Linked DNA regions of Sus scrofa: region 2 is linked to region 1. A link is a contact called in public HiChIP or PLAC-seq data. All regions are on one chromosome and are shown on one strand. The core of a region is the stretch at or near the end of the contact, and the rest is flanking DNA. Distances in the headings are between cores, read along the strand shown. Region 1 has its middle 140 kb from the start of OLIG3. Region 2 has its middle 51 kb from the start of IFNGR1.

The links. HiChIP or PLAC-seq counts read pairs in DNA pulled down with a chosen protein or histone mark.
Region 2: a contact with region 1 is called in an H3K27ac HiChIP or PLAC-seq map of alveolar macrophages. The contact joins two enhancer-like sites. A contact is called at or near these places in 2 of 2 datasets of contacts at active chromatin or transcription factors (alveolar macrophages and skeletal muscle).

What each region holds. Positions count from the first base shown.
Region 1 is chr1:26,652,370-26,659,511 of Sscrofa11.1, forward strand. No RefSeq gene overlaps it. Among named protein-coding and RNA genes, the nearest start is that of OLIG3, 140 kb to the right of the region's middle. Within about 2 kb of position 4,607, at least 5 of the 83 cell types and tissues checked have an H3K27ac peak or open chromatin away from gene starts, as enhancers often do. A contact at or near this core is called in alveolar macrophages, where this site is marked.
Region 2 is chr1:26,983,045-26,990,186 of Sscrofa11.1, forward strand. No RefSeq gene overlaps it. Among named protein-coding and RNA genes, the nearest start is that of IFNGR1, 51 kb to the right of the region's middle. Within about 2 kb of position 2,552, at least 17 of the 83 cell types and tissues checked have an H3K27ac peak or open chromatin away from gene starts, as enhancers often do. A contact at or near this core is called in alveolar macrophages, where this site is marked.

The sequences.
Region 1 (7,142 bases), core at 3,357-5,856:
AGAAAGTTCCCAAGAAGAAGGAACAAGTCAGAGCTGCAAGATCTGGTTGCCTCTTTTGACACAGGATTCTTACTCCATTGTTAATATTGGAAAATCTGGATGTTTTATATCATGATTGGAGGAGCTAGCAGTTTTCTCTCAAAGCGCACAATACAGCAACCAAAAACTAAAAGGAAATTGTGCAATGGAGAACAGGAAAGCTGCTGAGCCAGGAGACTCTCTGTTTCTAGCCCCCCCCTTCTTTAAATTCTGTGTCAATATTAGACTTTGTGTTAATACTATTAGTTTCTTCTCGTGATCTTTGTTTCCCTGTGTCCATGGTCCCATAAATCACTAAACTCCCCAGTTCACTGGCCTTTGGGTACCCATAGCTGATCATAAGCTTCCCATGAGCCTGGTTTCAAGCAAATACTCAGTAAATATTAGCAATTCATGAGCAACATAAAAACCAAAGGAGGAGGAAATAATGATCATTGAACTGTCAGCTCAAAATCACTTTCCCAAAGCTTTTCTAAGTATCCTAAAAACATCAGGAGGGGAAAATTTTTCCTGCCTTTTTCATTGCCAAAGGATTGTCTCTCATGTTGGGGAATGGCTCGGATGATCAGTGTTGGAAAATGAGACACATGAACACGGGGAGATCTCAACAAGGCTCTTTACTTCTGCAGAAGGGTGCGGGTACTCAAAAAGCATGCGCAAAGAAGAAAAGACCCTCCCTATTTATCCCTAACGCAGGTGATATACCTTCCCCTTCCCATTGGTCAGGTCAGGGCACACATTCTTCCCGGTTGGCTAATTGAAACAAACTGTTGCTGGGAGAAGAGGTAAAGAGGAGGGGGTCTCAGGAGGGTGTTTCAGCCAAAACTGGAGCAAAATGGAGTAACCAGGATTTCCTTTGATAGAAAAGGCATTATGTTACTTCTCACATCTCATAACCTGTTCGGTGGCAGTAGCTTTCCCAGTGTTCTGAGATGAAATAGCAAGAATAGACCAGAGAGCAGAAACTAACAGTAAAAGGCAACATTGCTTGGGCTTAGGGAGTCTTAGAGTCCACCCTCCACTGGGGTAAAGACACCAAAAACATCTCCACTTTGATTCCAAGGAATCTCCCTTGGCCTTCTTATTTCTTGGAGTGGAGTTTCTCAGGCATGTTTTCACCCACACAGAGATGCTGACGCTTTTCTCCTGACCTTTCCATTCTAGTTCTTTCCAAATTAGTTTCCACATTTCCATTGCTGTGAGATGCTGAGCTTATCATTCTGCTCGCATCTGGTTCTGGTCACTGCTTGGCATGGGACGATGGGGAGTTCCATGCCCATTTCCTTCGAGCCTCTGTGTGCTTCCACCTAAAGTTCAACTGATGTAGCTTGAGAACAAAACATCCCATCCAGCTCTGACCTTTGACTGTTCACTGCTGCAATTCGCCTCCCTCTACCTTCCAAAATTGGAGCATGTAAGTATTTCCTTGTTTTGTAGATGGTCTGGCCACCGGAAATGAAAGACCTGTCTAGGAGTGTGACCTGCCAAATAAAGCCAGGCATATATTATGTTATGCCATTGTTGATCCTCCCAGACAGCCCATGGGCTTTGGCAGCCTATTGTCGTGAAAAACAAACAAACAAACAACTCTGCATTGACTCAAAGAGGAGCGAATGAAGAGTAAATGAAAATGGGGAGTCACTCGCTCCCAGGAGATGGGCACTTGAATAGGAATGGAATTCAGAGTTTTAAAACAGAACAGATTCAGGTATTAGGGGAACAGGAAATATATAGGCCATCACATTTACATTTATAAGGCTGAGAATCTACTTCTGAATTCTTCATGAAATCAGAGTCTACCTTGTCTTTTCCTGGAGTGTCAGAAATACAGTCCAATATCTAAAAGAAATTTTTGAAGGTTGGCTTAGAACTGTAAGTGAAGTTGGGGTGGTTTGGGGGCTTGCCTTCCAGACGTCTAATAGAAAAGCTGCAAACAAAAAATGCTCATTAAAAACTTCAGCTTTTGGAGTTCTCATCGTGGTGCAGTGGATTATGAATCCAACTAGGAACCATGAGGTTGCGGGTTCAATCCCTGGCCTCGCTCAGTGGGTTAAGAATCCAGTGTTGCCATGAGCTGTGGTGTAGGTCGCAGATGCGGCTCAGATCTGGCATTGTTGTGGCTCCGGCGTAGGCTGGTGGCTACAGCTCCGATTCGACCCCTAGCCTGGGAACCTCCATATGTCACGGGTGCGGCCCTAGAAAAGACAAAAAAAAAAATTCAGCTTTCTTTAAGGGCCACCTTTGATTGACACTTAAACATGTAACACAAATCCTCTTGGAATAGTCAGGAAGGGTGTACTATTTGGTATGATATGATATAATATATAGTAAAAATCCAGCTGCAGGTTAGGCTTGACCTAAAAGTAAAATCCAGAGAATCAAAGTTGGGTCAGTAGGTGACATTTAGGGTGGTTTTATTTCAATAGGCTGCCCCTTAAGACTGAAGAAATCCCCCAGTGATGGAAATCTAGGCTCCCTTCTTTCATTTCCTGCTTACTTCCCTGTCACCTGGGAGATGCACACATGGTCCAGAGGCTGATAAGTATATTTTTGCCCAACAGGGAGGTTCCAGGCATCTCAGAAAAGGTAGCCTGTGCAGTTCAGACCTTGAAGAAGACACAGCAGCAGGGGGAAAGTGACCCAGAAGTGGGTAAAGAGAAAGTGAAAAATGTAGTGATGGATATTTAATGTAAGTGGTCATTCCCATTCAAACCCAAAAGGGCAGGTATTTTTAACTGGAGGAAGTAAGGAAAGTCAGAGAAGCATTTGAGGAAGCACAAGATTTCAGCTTAGCCCTGAATCTGGAAAGGCAGGAAGATTAGTGATGACGAGGAGCCCGATTCAAAATGGCCCAACTCAAATCTGTTCCTCAACATCCTGGGCATTGCTGAAGGAACTCAGTTGTGGCTTTTCCATTAAAGTTTTGCACCCAGATTCCTCAGAATTGAGTTATCTAGAATGAGAAAAAACATCCCTATGACGTAAAAGATGACTGTTTTGGAAGAGAAGGCTAAACGTTTACAAGAAGAACGAAGCGCAAAGGATCGAAAATGTTCTCAGAGTTTTCCAAATATTTTTTAGAATTAACACCTGGACCGGATGGAGGAAATGATCCGGGTGGCAAAAGCCACAGCAGAGAAGCAAGATGCGGCAGTGATGGGGCTTTCTACCGGGGTTCATCCACACCAAAGGCAGAAGCTGGGTAAGTTCTTATTTACCTAGCTGGATACTGAGTCTCCCTAAAAAAACAAAGACTATGAGAGGAACTTCTACTCTGAATGAATTATGAAAAACAAGTGAGAACAGGTTGGTGTACTGAAAGAGGGAGAGAGAAAGGCAAAGAGGAAAAGAACCAACATTGCCTGAAGACCCACTATGTGTCAGCTGTCACTGAATACAGACATCATCTCATTTGTTCATCTCATGACTCTGTGAGATGAGAGATTACCTCTGTGAGGTAATGCATAATTATCTCCGCTTAGCCTCAGAGAGATGAAGGGAACTGCCACCTAAGGTTACCTGGCTAGTTTGAGCAGGTGCAGACTTTGAACAAAGTCCTGACTCAGAAATCAGACCTTTTCCACTACCACGTTGCTTCCTTGAGAACCTTCGGAAAAAATATGCACGTTCCCTGAAGAGTGTCAGACATTTAAACAAGCTGGGTAAGAGAAGACATTTCAGAAAGAATTCCATTAAAGGTTAGGTGGGAATCGGTGACTTCAACTATAAAATAGAGATGACTTAAAAGGTTTGGGGGACTATTGATCTCTGGAACTAATCCACCCTGAGTAAACCTGGCGAGGTGAGCTAAGATGCTAACATGACTCTCGAGGAACTCAGCCCAGATTTTAGAAGGACGTACAGAAAAGGTGGACAAACTCATAATTAAGAAGAAATGGGAAGTTCCCATTGTGGCTCAGCAGAAATGAATCTGACATCTATGAGGACGCCGGTTCAATCCCTGGCCCCCCTCAGTGGGTTAATCGGGAGTGTTGCCGTGAGCTGTGGTGTAGGTCTCAGATGTGGCTTGAATCCCTCATTGCTGTGGTTGTGGTGTAGGCCGGCAGCTACAGCTCTGATTCGACCCCTAGCCTGGGAACCTCCATATACCTCTGGTGCAGCCCTAAAAATTAAAAAATAAAAAATAAAAAGAAAGAAATGGGGAGTTACCATTGTGGCGCAGCAGAAATGAACCTGACTAGTATCCATGAGGTTGAGGGTTTGATCCCTGGCCTTGCTCAGTGGATTAAGGATCTGGTGTTGCCATGAGCTGCAATGTCAGTCAGATTCCGAGTTGCTGTGGCTGTGGCTATGGTGTAGGCCAGCAGCTACAGCTCCAATTCAACCCCTAGCCTGGGAATTTCCATATGCTGTGGGTGTGGCCCTAAAATAAGCAAAAAACAAAAAAGAAGAAGAAATGTGCGTGTGCAATTACATCCAGCCTGTGGATGCGAATATTTAGTAGGAAGTAAGGCTTGTGAAAAGTGCTGAAGTGCACAATGGGGTGATCTGGGGTGTACTCAAAGCAGGAAGCAGAACAAGGAAGGCAAAGACTTACTCCAGAGCCAGATGGTTTAATGTCAAAAGAAAGCAGGGAGAAAAACACACTGTTCTACCCCTACTTGTCTTCCACTGTCTTTATCAATGAGAATAATCCCACAAGTTTGGATCAAACTCTGGTAAAAGGCTCTTGGAACTCAATGCCTTAAGTCAGTTTGTCTCCTGACCTACATAGTGAACTGCCTGAAGGAAGTTGCCAGAAAAGTCAAACTGCTGCATTAATCTGTGACTGTGAAGGATGGTATGATTTCCAAAAAGGTGGAGTTTGGCATATGCCATTTTGATGGATTATTTATTTAATTTTATTTTTACAGCCACACCTGTGGCAAATGGAAGTTCCCCAGGCTAGGGGTCAAATCAGAGCTATAGCTGCAGGCCTACACCATAGCCATGGTAACACAGGATTCTTGACCCATTGAGTGAGGCTAGGAATCAAACCTGTACCTCATAGAGATTATGTCAGGTCCTTAACCGGCTGAGCCACAATGGGAATTCCCATACTATCTTGATTTGTAAAGGGGAGGAAGGTGAATTTTCTGGACTGCAATCTGGTGACTTTGTTCAGGAGAAATTAGGAATCAGCATAGAAGCACTACTAACAAGCTGTACTGCACTCAGCTCATTTATCCATAGAGTTCTTAACTGGATAGACCAACGGAAGTCTGTTGACAGAGAATAGAAATGATCTTTAATATCCTTGGAGATGAGAAGGAAAATTGGGGGCTGGAGTTTAAGCAGTGGAGTGCATTGTAACTAGTAAGGGGCCATATCCAAGGAAAATGCTGTTTGTGAAAAACTTGTCATCCTGGCCAGAGAGCTCTAGGAGTTTTCATCCCCAGCCCTCCCCTCTTTAACAGTTCTGTTTCAATGAATATGGGCTGAGCTGGCTTTAAATTAAAGTTTCAGATGATTTAAAATGGAGAAGAGTGACTGAAACACCAGATGTCAGATTTAAAGTTCAAAAAGAACTTGATGGATTAGAGCAATGGCCTGACTCCAACAAGGAAACATGCAATATGGTTACTATAAAGTTTTCTCCCTCGATTCCAAGGTGAGCTTCACAGCTCTACATGTTTGAACAGTGGCACACGCAAAGAATAACTTCGGGGATTTTGTTGACTCAAAATAAGTGAAGAATATAAAGAGCTGCCACAACCTTGATTGTCACCTATAGCTGTGTTAGTGAAATACAGTAGCTGGAATAACAGAACTCATAGCCTCTCTGTTCTGTTCAGGTTAGGCTGCCCCTCATAAAGCATGTGCAGTTCTGGGTGCAAGCTCCAAATAGGGCAGTGCCAGCAGGAAGCATGGCCAGAAAAGAGGAACGAAGACAAGAAATGAAAAACAGTTAAAGGAACTGAAAAGGTTTAGCCTGGAGAAGATGATGAGGAATGGGTTTCTTTTATACAGTCCTAGACTGTCAAGGGGCTAATTGTCAGGAGACGCATTCTAATAATTACAGATGCTCAGCCCTCAAATAGGCTGCCTCCCAGAGCCAAGTGTTCTGTCTCATACTTAAACTCTTCGAATACAGTTTGGACAATCACCTGTCGAGAAGGAGATGTTGGGCACAAGAGATTTTAGCCTTAAGGTTCATCATCCCCAGTGGCTGGTCATCTAGCTCTTTCTGAGCACTCCTTGGGAGAGCTCACCACCTAATGATATTACCTAAACATTTCAATAAAAGCTTATTAAATATTAAATATCATTCTCACCTTTTAGCTTACTACAGATCTTAGGTAATTGCTGTAATCAGAATTGGGAACTGTCTCTTGGATTGGATCAAAGATGAATTCCTCCCTCTAATCCCTGTTCCACCTGTCCAATTCAGATCACCATCATCTCTTTCCCAGAACACTGCAATCTTGCCTTGATGTATTCTCCTGGACTTGAGTATGATATTTCTTCCAAAGCAGTCATCACTCAGGCTACAATATTCCCTCTTAACATTTTATCAAGTCTGTACCATCCAACACACCTTTAGTGACTGTGTTTCTTCAGTAAATCCATGGCACAAATAGATGGGATAGGAGAGGAGGGAAGTGGTAGGCTGCTCTGTCATCAAAGTCCAAACCAATTCCAAATGTTTTTGCACATCACAGCAGAAATATTTTTGTTCCTTTCTTAGGCTTCCCCCCATCCCAAGAAACTATCCTTTCCTCCAAAACAATCTGAAGCAAATGATCTCCATTTTTATAAGCAAAGATGTAGACTAGATGCACAAATTTAACTCATCCATCTGACCGATCACTTGAGAGTATGTATGAGATGCTACCATCTTGCTCTATGGTGCTCTATCCTGATTTAAGACACAGCCTTTTTAGCAGAGAAGTAGTGTAATCAATTCTCGACTATCTGCAAATAGATGGAGGCAGATGCAAATGTAATTAATTGATGGATACATTACCTGGTGGGTTCCCCATAACAATGACTCAAAATCTGGATAGAAAATAGTTGAAGAAAACAGGGAGAAAGAAGCAGTCTTTAAAAAATATTTGGGAGAAGATTTTGTGTCGAGCTGGGAACCTTAAATTCTTTTTCTT
Region 2 (7,142 bases), core at 1,302-3,801, 330 kb after region 1:
ATCATCCTCCCCTGAAAAAAAACCCTGTACTCTCTGACCTTGGCCCTAGGCACCTACCAACCTACTTTCTGTCTTTATAGATTTGCCTACTCTGGACATTTCAAATAAGTGAAATCATACATCATAGGTTTTTTGTTTCTGGCTTCTTTCATTTAGCGTGGTGTCTTCAAGGTTAATCCATGTTCTAGTGTGTATCAGTACCTAATCCATTTATTGTCAAATACTATTCCATTGCATAGCCATACCACACTGTGTTTATCCATTCATCAGTTGAAGGACATTTGAATGGTTTCCTGTGTTTGGCTAATATAAATAAAACTGCTGTGAGCACAAATATATGCATTTTTGTGAGGCCATGTGTTTCTGTATCTCTTAGATATGTATAGACAACAGTGCAATTTCTAGATAATCTGGTAATTCTATACTTAACTTAGAAACAGTCAAACGGTTTTCCAAAATGACTGCATGTTTTACATTCCCACCAGCACTGTATGAAGGTTCCAATTTCTCTACATCTTCACCAACTTGTATTTTTTTTCTGCTAAAAAAAAAATAAGGCTGTTCTAGTAGATGTGATTTTAATTTGTGTTTCCCTAATGACTAATAATGTTAAGTATTTTTTCTTATGTTTATTAGCCATTTGTATATCTTCTTTGAAGACGTATCCGTTCAAATCTTTTGCCCTTCTTAAATCGGGTTGTTTGTCTTTTTATGGTTGCCTTATTAGAGTTCTTTATGTATTCTGGATAAAAATCACTTATCAGATATATGATTTATAAACATCTTCTCCTTTAGGTGGGCTGTCTTTCACTTTCTTGATGGTATCATTTGCAGCACAAAAGTTTTTAATTTTGATGTAACACAGTTATCTATTTTTTTCTTTTGTTGCTGTGCTTTTTTGCATCATATTTAAGAAATCTTGATTAGCCCAAAGCCATAAGGATTTAATCTTTTTTTTTCATTTAAGATTTGTATAGTTCATTGCTTTTATTTGTATCTATGGTCCATTTTGAGTAATTTTTGGTTATGACATGAATTAGAGGTCCAAGTTCATTCTTTTGCATATAAGCATTCCAACATCTCAGCTTCATTTTTGGGAAGACTATTCTTCCTCCACCGAATTGGTCTGACACCCCTGTCTGAAATCAATTGACCATAAATAGGTTTACTTCTGGACTCTCAGTTGTAATTCATTGATCTATATATCTTCCCTTAGACCAGTACAACATTGTCTTAATTATCATAGCTTTTTAGTAAGTTGTTAAATAAGTGCTAGTTTTCTTATTTTTTTCTTCTTTTTCAAAATTGTTTTGGATATTTTGGGTTCCTCGCATTTCCATATGAATTTTGAAACCCATACATTTTGTTCTGCTAGAAATTTGTTATCCCTTTGTTATTTTCGGTTATATCTTCCAAGCTTTTAATTTTTTTTCTTCCTATATTTTCCCTGTCTCTTAAAATTAAACATTCTCCCAGGCAAGTAATTTGGGTTTTAGCACTGACCATCTTATCTTTTAGATTTTGGCTAAAAATGTTTTAGTTCCACAAAGATTTGGGTGGGGTGTGTGTGTGTGTGTGTGTGTGTGTGTGTGTGTGTGTGTGTGTGTGTGTTTTGTGACTAAAGCATCTTATGTCCTCTTGTTACTGTTTTATTTTATAACAGCTTTACTGAGATATAATTCATGTAACATAAAATTAATCATGTTAAAAATATAAAACTCAGTGGTTTTTAGTAGATTCATAGTTATGCCAACATCTATCTAATCACATAATGTCTAATTTCAGAAGATTTTCATAATCACCAAAAGAAAGTATTCTTGGAAATTTCTTGATAAGCCTCTTTCTTAACAACTTTTTTTTTTTTTTTTTTACTTTAATAAAACCACCAATTTGCTTTGAGCTGGTCTTTTATTTAAAACTAAAGTATTTTCAGGAGTTCCCATCATGGTGCAGTGGAAACGAATCCAGCTAGGCACCATGAGGTTGAGGGTTCGATCCCTGGCCTTGCTCAGTGGGTTAATGATCTGGCGTTGCCATGAGCTGTGGTGTAGATTGCAGATGCGGCTTGGATCTGGCATCGATGTGGCTGTGGTGTAGGCCAGCATCTGTAGCTCCGATTAAACCCCTCGCCTGGGAAACTCCCTATGCCACAGGTGCATCCCTCAAAAGCAAAACAATAAAAAAATTTTAAAAAACTAAAGTAGTGTCAGGGTACTTGTTATGATTCACCTTGTCTCTAGAGAAATCTTAAAACTTTTTTACAGAAGTGGTCAATTATTGACATTGAATTGATTCTGCTTCTTATCCTTTAAAGCACAAAACCTTCTTTTCTTTTAAGAGTATCCAGGCTGCATTGCAAACTCATAAAGTAGCTCTGTATTTGAGCATTTAAATTTTATGAGGTGTTTGGGGAAAAAAAAATTACTTCCTGGCTGTATCCCTTTGGCTTATCTCTTCCTTTTTATAAGAATTGCTTTAATAGGAGTTCCCGTTGTGGCTGAGTGGTAATGAATCTGACTATTATCCACGAGGACACGGTTTTGGTTTCAATCCCTGGCTTCACTCATTGGGTAAAGGACCTGGTGTTGCGGTGTTTCCCTGAGCTGTGGTGTATGTCACGGGCATAGCTCAGATCCTGAGTTTCTGTGGCTGTGGCATAGGTCGGCAGCTGCTGCTCTGATTCAATCCCTAGCCTGGGAACTTCCATGTGCCACGGGTGAGAAAATAATTGCATTAATAAATGATTTCCAAAAGTATTGTGAGAAAAATCAATAAAAGTAATATAAGTACAGTGCATTAGTCCTCAATTCTATATCAGTAATAAATAAACCTTTTTTCCACTGCATTTGAAAACATTTCACAGAACTCAGCTGGAGAACCTTCCTGAGTTACACCAGAGGAAAGTTTTCAAGGACAAAAAACAATGAGTTCAGACTTGGACTGTGTCCCACTTTCTCCCCATTATTTTCAAAACCATCAGGAGAGCTTTGAACTTCCTCAGCACATGGAAGCACAGCAGCAACATCTCATGTTTTGAGGTTAGGCAGACCTGGGTTAGAATTTCACTAAGCACCTGTGTTATCTTAGAACAAAAAACAACAATAAACAAATGCACAGACATAAGGCCTGTGAACCTCAGCTCTCTCATCCGTAACCTGATTTCATTCAGGTCTCACCAGCTGCTCGTGTAGATGAGGTCACACTTCCTTCCAATGACACATACTTCCTTGGCGAGTGTCCCCTCCAGCTCACTTAGGGTTTCCTGTAAGTTCTACAGCTCCCTGCCACAACCCCCCGCACCCAGAGGCCTCCTGGTGTGCTTCACCTGTGCTTATTTGCAAATACATTAGTTTACTTCCCACTGTCAAGGGCACCGCCCCTCCTTCACATCACACTGGGAGCTCTTTTGATCTGTCCTCCTGCTCTACTGGGCTTGGAAGAAGCCCTGCTGAATACAGGGGTGCCCATCAGGTAAAGCATTGCCTATACCGGAAATGAACTTCATAAGTACGTAAATCTAAAAACCTCTACCCTGACCTGAGTCTCTAAGGGCAGGAAGTCTATGCAAACCACCTCTAGAGAAGTGGGTTTCCACCTGCAGGGTGCATGAGGATCATCTGGTGAGCTGTTGAACATGCAGGCTCCTGAGCCTCATCTGGGTCTCTCCAGTGGATTTCTGGTGTTGAAGGTCCATGGGCCACCTGAAAAGTGTCTGGTGGATTGTGATGGGGGGGGGGTGCCAGCCTGTCGGAAGCAACCACAGTGTGTTCTCAGTCATTTCTGGACCTTTCCTTGGATAGCAGGGTGCAGGCCACCATGCAGCTCAGCCTGGGAAGGGCCAGTCTGTCATCAGGAGCTCACCTGCCTCAGGTTCTCGGTTTACTAGCCATGATTAAAATGTCCTCGGATAGTGAGTAGTCTGAGGTGTAAATGGAGAGGGTCCTGGATCGTCATCATTTTTTCTCCTCCTGTATTCCTTAAGCACATCTATTTGCCCATTCCCTCACAGCTGAAACTGTTAGAGGCTACAAGCTCCTTTCAAGGAGATTAAACCCCAAAGCCTCTGGCCGGGTCTCACTGTGATGTCTCTTGCCCACCTCGAGTAGCCTGAGCTGCTCATTCCCTAGGAATGGGGTCCATTCTTCACCCTCCTCTATATAACCTGTTCCCATGCAAACAAGGTCTCCTGCCTGAAACCAACTGGAAGATCAAATAGGCCCCATCCAGAGATCAAGCAACGCTCAGCCCTTAGGCAGGGGCAGGGTATAGGGGGCTGGGGCAGAAGAAATCAGTGGGTCCCCACTCAGGTCCTCAGGATGAGGATATAAAACAACTATAAATTGAGGCAGGCCCCCTTTTTTACTCTCACTGTCTCAAAATGTACTTTCACTTTAATAAATTTGTAAAATGCCCACCATTTCAATGCTTTGCTACAGTAGCGCAAGGACCAAAGGAAAACTGCAATGTTATCATTCTGGTACAAATTCTCTCAAAACCATGCAGTGATCAGAGATTCTTTCTTCTTTCTTATTCCCAGCATGTGACTGCTCACCAAAGCCTGGCTAATCTCCCGCCTGAGTCCCCTTTAAATCTGCCCTGATGCTCCACTGGTCTGCAACTGCTCAGTTTAGGCAGCACCTTCTCTTGTCCAGACTATCAAGATCAACTTCCAACCCCTCTCTCTGCCTCCAGTACCTTCTTTACCATCAAAATCTAACCTCTAGATCGAGGGATTTATCAGAAATGCAAATCTGTCATCCTGTTTCTCGTCGTTCCCTAAAGCAGTCATTTCCCCCCATAATATCGTACAAAACCCCCACATAACAAAATGATAAAACTGGAGCTGCTCAGCTGAAGGAGACTCGTGAGATGGGTTAATGGGAGGAGGGGGAACAGACCTCCACGCACCCACTCAGCCTTCCTGGGGTCTCCCCCAGCTTTCCCGACAGCCCTGGCAGCCGTTCTGAGCAACCACATCCACAGAACCAGCAGTATCCATGGAACTCTGTTTGAAAACCCCATCTCTAAAAGCTAAAATCATACTTCCCTGCATAGCAAGAAAGGCCACCTGTAATCTAACCTCCACTCACTGCCCCAACTCCATCCCCTCTCGTCATTCCCTAGAGACCCTCTGAGCTCTGCAGCTGTGCTGACAGTGGGGCAGTCACTAGTCACATGCACATTCTTTAGATTTCAATTAAATTAAATAATTAAATTAAAAACCCAGTCCCTCTGTCTCAAGTGCTCCAGAGCCACAGGTGTCCAGTGGCAGCTCCGATGGGCATCACCAGATGCAGAATATTTCCACCTCTGCAGTAAGATTTATTGGACAGCGCTGCTCTGGAGATCCCAAAGTACCTGCAGTTCCCCGAACCCCACCCGCTTTCTCACAGTCTAGAGATTTCTCTATCCTCTCTGTTAAGCATCATTTTCTCTCTGTTCTCTATCTGGTAAATTCCGCACGTTTTTCAAGAGTCTGTCTGGAGAAGCCTGCCTTTGGGAACCTTCCCCTAATGTTCCAATCTCCTATCTCATTCAGGGACGTGGCTTGAGCATTGGCTTCTTTCTTCTCTGAACATTTTATCTGCAGAAATCCTTTTAAGCTCCTGCCAGGGCTGGTGGAAAATAGTGAAGAGATCCAGCCCTCTTCTCACGGTTTTATAATTATTTGCTTGGCCGTGTATATTGTAATCAGACTGGGAGCAGAGATATTTTAACTCATTTTCATAATCAAAGCAATCAATAAATACTCATTACATTCATAAAGGATGGAGACTAATCAGGTTACTATATACATTTGCGTGAAAATGATAATCACCATGGAAGTGGTGACTGTTGTAGGCAGATAATGACCACTGCTCCCGCAAGGAGGTCCCCATCCCATCACTCAGAATCTTGCAAGATTGTTAAGCCTTATTCAGGTTGGCCAATGGCATCACAATGTAACCCTTCAAACTGGAAGAAGGAGGCAGAAGAGACGTTCAGAATAATGCAATGTGAGAAGGCTTCAATCTGCAGTCGCTGGCACTGACGTGGCGGAAGATGGCCATGAGCCAAGGAATGTGTGTGGCCTTTAGAAGCTGGAAATACGAGAAAACAGACTCTCCCCCAGAGCCTCCAGATAGGAACATAGGCTGCCTGCCCCTGGCTTTTCTTCCACTGAAACCCATTTCAGACTTCTGACCTCCAGAACTATGAGAAAATACGTTTGTGCTGTTTTCAGCTGTTGTGTTTGTAGTCATTTGTTAGAACATCAAAAGGACATGGATACAGTGGAGTTAAGAAGGGAAGGGTCCCTGACCTGGGAATCTTTGCATGCTACAGGCATGGCCAAAAAAAAAAAAAAAAAAAAAAAAAAGCATTAATACAGAAAAGAAGAAAAAAAAAAAAAAAAAGGTACATTTAACTAGGGGATTTGTCAGCCCTGGGATCCTGGAGTCCAATGTGGGAAGGAAGCCCCATTGCCACACAATGAGGACATCATCACGGGACCCCACACAGAGAGGACATGTCCTGGGCTCTGGGTTTAGTCTGAGAATCACGGTCAGGTGTGAGGGGGTTTCACCAGACCCCTGGAGCTGGTGATCACAGTACAGGCAGGACGAGAACTTCTTTTGCAAGGCAATCACCCAGCTCTAACACCTAGTCTAGACTTTAACCTCTTTGAGAGCCGAGAAAATGAACAAATACTTTCTAAAAGTGCACAAGTATTTAGCCTGTTGCATGAATTAGAAAAATATGTACCGCGTGGCCTATAAAAACACTGTAGAGCTTCCACAAGCACAGTGGAAATTTTATTTTGTACAGTGTAAATGGAGTAAGTTATGTTATAACTCTACCTGTGCAGGCAATGGAGAAGCTTCTAGTCAGAGAAACTATAAATATTTACCATCTATTTCCTAGTCAGAGTTTCAATATGAATCGAATAATTTTCTATGATGTTGTTGTGTTTTGGTAAAGGCATTTGTCTAACTAATATCTTTTATCCCGGGAACCATTCCTTTGGATGCTGGGAGGAAAAGCCTGGCCACAGTCTAGCAGTGGAGATGGAGCTGAGAAGTGTTAGCAGTGTCTTTGCACTTTAACTTGGGAAAAGTTTCTAAACTTCTCAGGAGGTGATGATTAAAGCCTGTCTTGAAGGA